Linked DNA regions of Mus musculus: region 2 is linked to region 1. Evidence: chromatin contacts called from public Hi-C data. All regions are on one chromosome and are shown on one strand. The core of a region is the stretch at or near the end of the contact, and the rest is flanking DNA. Distances in the headings are between cores, read along the strand shown.

Region 1 (3,844 bases), core at 10-2,509:
CCGGCGCCGGCCAAACCTGCCAAGGGCCATGCGAGGTCAGGTCCCCACAGGGATGCCCAGATACAGGTGATGAGGCCTGTCCCCAACACCGGTCCCTTATTTCACCTGTCAGACAAGTATCCGTACACCACAGCCCCCAGCAGCACGCCGATGAAGAAGCACGTGGATGTAACTTTGTTCAGGCCTCTCTGCTGACACACCAGATCCCACTGCAGAGACAGGCGGGTAAGTTGTCGGATCTGTAAGAGCCCCTCTCCAGCCACGATGTCCCTCCTCTCCAGACTCCCAGGCAGCCCTGACCGTTTCAGAAGATTCCCCCATCCCTAGCTATCAACCTCAGCACTAGAAAGGGAAGACTTTGCCTCTCCCTAGTCCTAGAGCTCAGTGCTTTCCCACAGAGGTCCATCACGGCCACCAAGGAATCCTGTTGTCTCTCCGCAGGGAGACTCCACCCACCCTTCCTCTCGGGATGACTCAGGTAAATCTCAGACCTGGGACAGGAATGAGGCAGAGGGGAGAAAAGGATGGAGGCTTCCACAGTTTCTCTATCTTTTACTACAGAGATGTCCTTTTCAGCCTCTGTTCCAACTCCCTGGAGCTGCCTTAGCCCTTGGGTAAATTATAGTAAACGAACTGAACCCAGCTTTAAAGCTACAGGCTGGTCTCCACACGGGAATGAAAGTCCTTAGAGTGCAAGAAGGTTCTCTCCGGTCCCCTGCCCCCAAGGTAATGGCTGGCTCAACCCACTCACATATCCCGCACCCTCTGGGCTTGGGTACCTCAGTTGCAATGGTGGAAGAGAATTCTGAGCGGTCGTACTCCCAGCCCTGGGAGCAGGGCACTGTGAGGGGCTCACCCTCAGGCTCCCCAGAGTTGTACACCTCTGTTCCCAAGGTGACATTGGGAAGAGCCTGGGGATAGGCAAAGCGGAGGCAGGAACTAAAGCTGCCGTCAGTCTCCCGGGGTAGATGGGTTTTCAGCCACAAGTCCTGGTGACTGAGGTTGGCTGGGGCATCAGGCAGGGCACAATGATGGGCAGGCACAGCAGCCATGAAGATGGGCAGGAGAAAATGCATCGGGAGCAGGAATCGGGGCAGGGCCAGCAGCACCAGATTCCGCAGTTGGAAAGGCCCAAAGCCACCCACCTTGTGCAGCAGCTCTTCGAAGCCCATGCCCTCCACCCACCAGGTGTGCCTCTATAGTACCTAGGATCGGTCAACCTGCTTGCTACATGTGCCCTTGGACTCTGGAGGTGGGAATAGTTGTACTGATGAGTGCAGAGTCTGTAGCCAGAATCCAGCCCCCCAGAGGCTGGCCCAGACCTGGGCCCTCCCACATCATCTACACATCAATGGATCCTACCTAAGGGGAAAGGCCACCATTCCTCAGAGGTCCTGGTGTACTCTGGCCTTTACACATTGGAGCTCAGAGAACAGGTAGCAGAGCCAAGGGCTGGCATAGGAGGGCAGCCAGGTGTGGATTGAGTGAGGCCTGAGCTACTGATTAGACCTTCAGGGCTATGTAAGGTAAACAGGTCCCCTGGGTATAGTGCCTGCTGTCCTGGGTAGCCTTTGTCCTGTGAAACTTTAGGTCAGCCAGCCTTGTCTATTTGCAAGCACAGCACAGTTTGACTCACAGCCCAGGACTCAGGATGAGGGCTGGACTCCCCTTGGGTAAGGGAGCCTCTGATAAACCCCAAACTTTCCCCATAGCCCTTGGCCATGTCTGGAATGGACGCCCTAACCTAAGTGACCTCTGAGGTGACCTCTGAGACTGTGCTGGCCCTGTGTGGGGGTCTCAGGAATTTTCTTTTTTCTTTCTTTCTTTCTTTTTTTTTTTTTTAAAAAGATTTATTTATTTATTATATGTAAATACACTGTAGCTATCTTTCAGACACTCCAGAAGAGGGCACCAGATCTTGTTATGGATGGTTGTGAGCCACCATGTGGTTGCTGGGAATGGAACTCAGGGCCTTCGGAAGAGCAGTCGGTGCTCTTAACCGCTGAGCCATCTCTCCAGCCCAGGAATTTTCATCTGCAGTCCAGTCTGCCTCTTTAAGAGCATCCTGGATGACGTTTCCCAGGGTTGCAAAGAAGAACCTGGAAGGTTAGGGAAGGCCCGAGGCTTCTGCGGGGCTAAGTGCCAGCAAATGAGTGCATGGTGATTGGTGGGGAGGGGCGTCTCTGTGGATGACCAGAAGGTTCGCTCTACAACTGATTGTGGTGCCGGTGCCGTCATGCTGAGTTGTATAATTTGAGTTGAAAATTATGTAACAGTTGCATAAATTATAGAACAACAAAATAACTTTTTTTTTTTTTGCATTTCTGAGAAAATTTTATTGGCTTTTTGGAAAAAGTTGATTTTCCAGGAAGGATGATCCCATCGTACTTCTGCTGGAACCAGCGCGTGGCCTCCTCCTTGCTGATTCTGTGTTTGGCCCCAATGCAGCCTGTTCTGCGCTTCTTGTCTGCGATGCTGAACCCTGGCCTACCCAGTACCTCATAGAAGTCCAGGCCGTAGATCCCAATGCTTGGGTCGTATTTGATGCCCAGGTCAATGTGTTCCTGAAGTCCAAAACCAAAGTTTCCAGTATCCGAGAAGTTATTTTTCCACAACTCATACTCCCGCACCTTCAGACCTTTCTCCAGAATTTCCTCTGCCTTGGCTCCGCGGACTGTGCAGTGAACGGCAATCTTCTCATTTCTCCGGATGCCAAAGGACCTGACAGTGTATCTAGCTTTGGAGAACACCGGGGTCTGGCCTGTGAGCTGCTCCAACACCTTGGCTGCCCGGGTCAGTCTGTCTCCGCAGATATTGAGGCAGAGCTTGCGGATGCGCGGTTCCCGCAAGGGGTTCTCCTTTTCCCCTTGATCTTGCGCCATGGTGGAGAACAGGAAGCACAAAATAACTTTTAAAAGGTGGAGGAGGGGCAGGGAAGATGGCTCAGATGGTACAGGCACTTGCAGAGAATGGTCACCTGAGGTTATAAATTCTCAGGACTCGTGTGGTAGAAGGAGAGAATTGGCTTCTGAAATTTGTACATGGCATACATTTATGTACTGAATAATTAACATATAAATGTGTGTACTTATATATTTTATAGATTAATACGAACAGTTTTGAAATGGAGGGGAGCTGGAGACTGCTCAGGAAGAGTGCACATCCCTGGAATGCACAGATTCTGGATTTGATCCTGGCACTCGGGGTGGGGTGGATCTGTATTTCAGTGCATACTGTTGGGAATAAAAGTCACATTTCTGAGCTGGGCAGTGGTGGTGCATGTCTTTAATCCTAGAACGAGGGAGGCAGAGGCAGGTAGATCTCTGTGAGTTCGAGACCAGCCTGGTCTACAGAGTGAGTTCCAGGACAGCCACAGCACAGCTACACAAAGAAACCCTGTCTTGAAAAACTGAAAAGAATAACAAAAGCCACATTTCTGAACAGTAGGCATAATATGCTCCTCTTTTATTTATAAGAAATATATATGGACAGAGAGAGAGAGAGGCATTATTATAAACATAAAAAAGGTCTGTGACGGTACATACCAAGCCATTCCCAAGTCATCTCCCGATGGTCAGAGTCGTGCACGGGGGTTGTCTTTTATCTGAGATGCTTTTAGCATTTACTACAAGTATGTCCTGCTCGGGACATGTTAAACGGGGATGAAGTGATGGTGCGTCAGGCCCCACCCAAGGCCCCAGGAACCCACAGTGTTCAAGTTAGAGGGGGGGGGGTCCCAGGAAGCGTAGGTTCTGGATATCCAAGGGCAGCACCCCCAGGAAGGGAGGGGCTTTCAAACCCAGGTGGTCTCACCTCCCACCCCAGGTGTGGCCCGGAGCCAGGC
Region 2 (3,491 bases), core at 402-2,901, 210 kb after region 1:
ACTTGGGGCGCTGCCTGTGGGGACCCTCATCAACAACGTAGAGAGCGAGCCTGGCCGGGGAGCCCAGTATATCCGAGCTGCAGGTATGGGCACAAAAGCTACACACATCCCACAATTGGGATAGCACTATTCTGGGAACCCTTTAGACTCACATCTGTTCCAGGACAGGAAGAAACAAACAATGAGAGGATCAATCTGTGCTTTGTTTTAGCCTAGATCATAGTGTATGATCTTCTGTGTTTCATGTGCCCCCCCAAGGGCAAAGGAAGGGTGGCATGTGGCCTCAGATCCCCATGGAAACCTCCCTCTGATTTGTGGAAGGTGGCCAAGCTGTTTCCCCTTCCCCAGGGACATGCGGTGTGCTGCTTCGGAAGGTGAACGGGACAGCCATTATCCAGCTGCCCTCGAAGAGGCAAATGCAGGTGTGTATGGGCACAGATGGGAGGGGTCAGCAAAGAAGGAAGTTTTGGCCGGGCAGTGGTGACGCATGCCTTTAATCCCAGCACTTGGGAGGCAGAGGCAGGTGGATTTCTGAGTTCAAGGCCAGCTTGGTCTACAGAGTGAGTTCCAGGACAGCCAGGGCTACACAGAGAAACCCTACCTCAAAAAACAAAAAGAAAAAGAGAAGGAAGTTTTAGAATGTCCCTCAGTGTCTCCCAAGTGTTTATGATGCCAGGCAGTGCCTCCCTCTGTGTCTGCTCTGTTTCTGCTACCTGACTAAGCATGCCATATCAGGCTGGAACTTTAGAGTCGAGATGCCCTTCCCAGCCAGGCCGGGCCATCCGTGTCTGTAACCCCAGCATCCCAGACACTGAGGCAAAAGAAGCAAGCCACCTAGGCTTTCTCAAAAAACCAGAAAAAGACGTAGGTTGAACCACCAGGTTGGAACTGGCTTTTAATCCCATCTCTCAAGAGTCAGAGGCAGGGGTGTCTTGGTGCAGTGCCAGGTCAGCCAAGACTACATACCTTCCCAGACCCTGACTCCAAAAGAAAACCACAGACACAAACATAGATATGGGGAGTCTTTTCCTTAACTTTTAATTCATTGTTGGACCCACGTTTATATTCTAATGTTTTGTGTTTCTCCCTTCTCCCGTCCCTCATTGAGTGTAAGAAGTCACCCAGAGTAGTGTTCCCAACACTGCCCTGCCAGCCTCGTGTCCCCACCGGTGCGTTCTTGTCTGCTTCTCTTGTCAGGTGCTGGAGTCATGCACTGCAACTGTAGGCCGAGTATCCAACGTTAACCATAACCAGCGGGTCATCGGCAAGGCAGGAAGGAACCGCTGGCTGGGCAAGAGGCCTAACAGTGGGCTGTGGCAACGCAAGGGAGGCTGGGCCGGCCGAAAGATTCGGCCACTACCACCCATGAAGAGTTATGTGAAGCTGCCCTCCGCTGCTGCCCAAAACTGATTGCCCTGGACTCTAATAAAATGTCTCTTGTTTTTATCTCTTACTACCTTTTCACTTGGGAGGGCGCGGTACAGAATGGACAAGAAGTAAACAGGGATAGAGGGAAGAGGATGGAAAAACGGATGGGGAGGGGGCAGAAATGACCTCCAAGGTCCTATCCAGTTCTGGCTTTGGGAAATGGGAAGGCACTTCCGGCAGCAGGAAGGAGGACTAAGAGGAAGAGGAAAGGGCGGTGCAGGACTGGAGGGCTGCGTCGTCCAGGTGGCACCCGCTACTCCGCCCGCTGATGGCCCCCGGCCCCCAGCTTTCCGCTAAATCAGGCGGAAGCGAGCGGTGGCTGGAGCAGGCGGCGGAGCCTCGGAGCGCCTGGAGCACCAGCCAGGACTAGGCTCCACCCTGCAGCAGGCAGTGCGCCGGCGCGCCTCGGAGGCCTCTGCTGGTCACGCCCTCTGCCCGCCTGTCTCCTGCAGAGGCACGCCCCCTCCTCTGCGCCTAGACCCCTTCAGGGGGCCCAGGCGGGGCCCAAACACTCGCCAGCGCCGCAGCCGCCATCGTGTTCCGCGCGTCCCTAGCTCTGCAAAGGACAGGCCTCGCGCCAGGATCCCGGCGGACTTCTGAGGTGGCCAGAGCCCCACCGCAGCCCCTGCCCCTATTCTGGGCTTCCGATCGACCGCGGAGCCTCGCGTCTCCTTCCCAACCGTGCTTCGGGACTATCCTTTACTGGGCCTACCTCCCCATCCTATCCCACCACGCCCTTTCCGGACCTTCTCGGGTCTTGATTCCCATCCACCAAGCCTCGCGCCGCTTATCCATCGGACCCCTGATGCACCCTTCTCCCGGCCTCGCGCCTCTGGTCATGGATGTCTCCCATACCTTCCCCTTCTCCCAGCCCATCGTGCTTTGCTGATGGCCATTTCTGTGCCCTTTCCTTTGGGCCTCACAATCCAGTGCTTCAATTTAGAGACCGCATCCCCCTCCGACACAGTTCTGGGCCCCCACACACCCGTTTCCCTAAATTACTTTTATCTGTCCCAGGACCTTGGGCTTCATTTGTAAATCCAACACTGCTCTATGCCACTGCCCTTCCGGGTGTTCCGAACCAAACCCACTCGAGGCTGCGAGCCTTAGAGACCTCTTAGCTCCAATATTTTGCTCTTGAATAACAAACTCCGCAATGTTCTTCTGTCCAGTCCAGGTCTCACCGGCCGAAGCAGGCCCAACTTTACCCCACCCAGAATAACAGCTGTTGCTGCTTTCGCTCCTCCAACTCCTGGATGCCCTTGTTTTCTGACCTCCCTCTCACTCTAGCTTGCCTTTTCTCTCTTCCTTGTGTGTCTCAGGTGCCACGATGGTAGGGGAGCTACGATACAGGGAATTCAGGGTGCCCCTGGGGCCTGGCTTGCACGCGTATCCGGATGAATTGATCCGCCAACGGGTTGGCCATAATGGGCACCCCGAGTATCAGATCCGCTGGCTCATCCTCAGGCGCGGGGATGATGGGGACCGGGACTCTACAGTGGACTGCAAGGCTGAGCATATCCTGTTATGGATGTCTGACGATGAGATCTATGCCAACTGCCACAAGATGCTGGGCGAGAATGGCCAAGTCATCGCACCTTCCCGGGAGTCCACTGAGGCAGGGGCCCTCGACAAGTCTGTGCTGGGGGAGATGGAAACAGATGTGAAGTCCTTGATTCAGAGGGCCCTTCGGCAGCTGGAGGAGTGCGTGGGCACCGTGCCTCCTGCCCCTCTCCTTCACACGGTCCATGTACTCAGTGCCTATGCCAGCATCGAGCCCCTCACTGGCATCTTCAAAGACCGCAGGGTTGTGAACTTGCTCATGCACATGTTGAGCAGTCCTGATTATCAGATCCGCTGGAGCGCAGGCCGGATGATCCAAGCTCTGTCCTCCCACGATGCTGGTGAGGGACATTTGTGGTGGGGGAGGGAGAACAGGAGAGGGTCTGGGTCGGCTCAGGGATTCAGAGGACACTGGGACAGGACCTTCTGACCTCATCAGTACGGAATGGCTCAGTTGTTGTTCACTTTTAAGTTGGAAGAAAAAAAGAGGGGGCGGGGTA

The links. A called contact is a pair of places that touch in the nucleus more often than the background predicts.
Region 2: a contact with region 1 is called in a Hi-C map of embryonic stem cells, with 2.5 times the contacts expected there. The contact joins the promoter of Cul7 here to the promoter of Slc22a7 in region 1. A contact is called at or near these places in 3 of 39 promoter capture datasets (the 3T3-L1 cell line, frontonasal cranial neural crest and hippocampal neurons), 1 of 484 Hi-C or Micro-C datasets (embryonic stem cells), 2 of 115 datasets of contacts at active chromatin or transcription factors (embryonic stem cells and hepatocytes) and 2 of 9 other capture datasets (adipose tissue and pancreatic islet).

What each region holds. Positions count from the first base shown.
Region 1 is chr17:46,437,218-46,441,061 of GRCm38.p6, forward strand. It overlaps Slc22a7 (solute carrier family 22 (organic anion transporter), member 7), which reads right to left and starts at 1,260. Exons shown (of 10, transcript NM_144856.2): 1 at 780-1,260; 2 at 106-209; 3 at 1-16. The coding sequence starts at 1,172. It overlaps Gm36541 (a long non-coding RNA gene), which reads left to right. Exons shown (of 3, transcript XR_385613.3): 1 at 1-225; 2 at 442-478; 3 at 562-863. It also overlaps the pseudogene Gm5093.
Region 2 is chr17:46,648,687-46,652,177 of GRCm38.p6, forward strand. It overlaps Cul7 (cullin 7), which reads left to right and starts at 1,652. Exons shown (of 26, transcript NM_025611.5): 1 at 1,652-2,029; 2 at 2,751-3,332. The coding sequence starts at 2,759. It overlaps Mrpl2 (mitochondrial ribosomal protein L2), which reads left to right. Exons shown (of 7, transcript NM_025302.4): 5 at 1-83; 6 at 349-422; 7 at 1,198-1,446. The coding sequence ends at 1,410.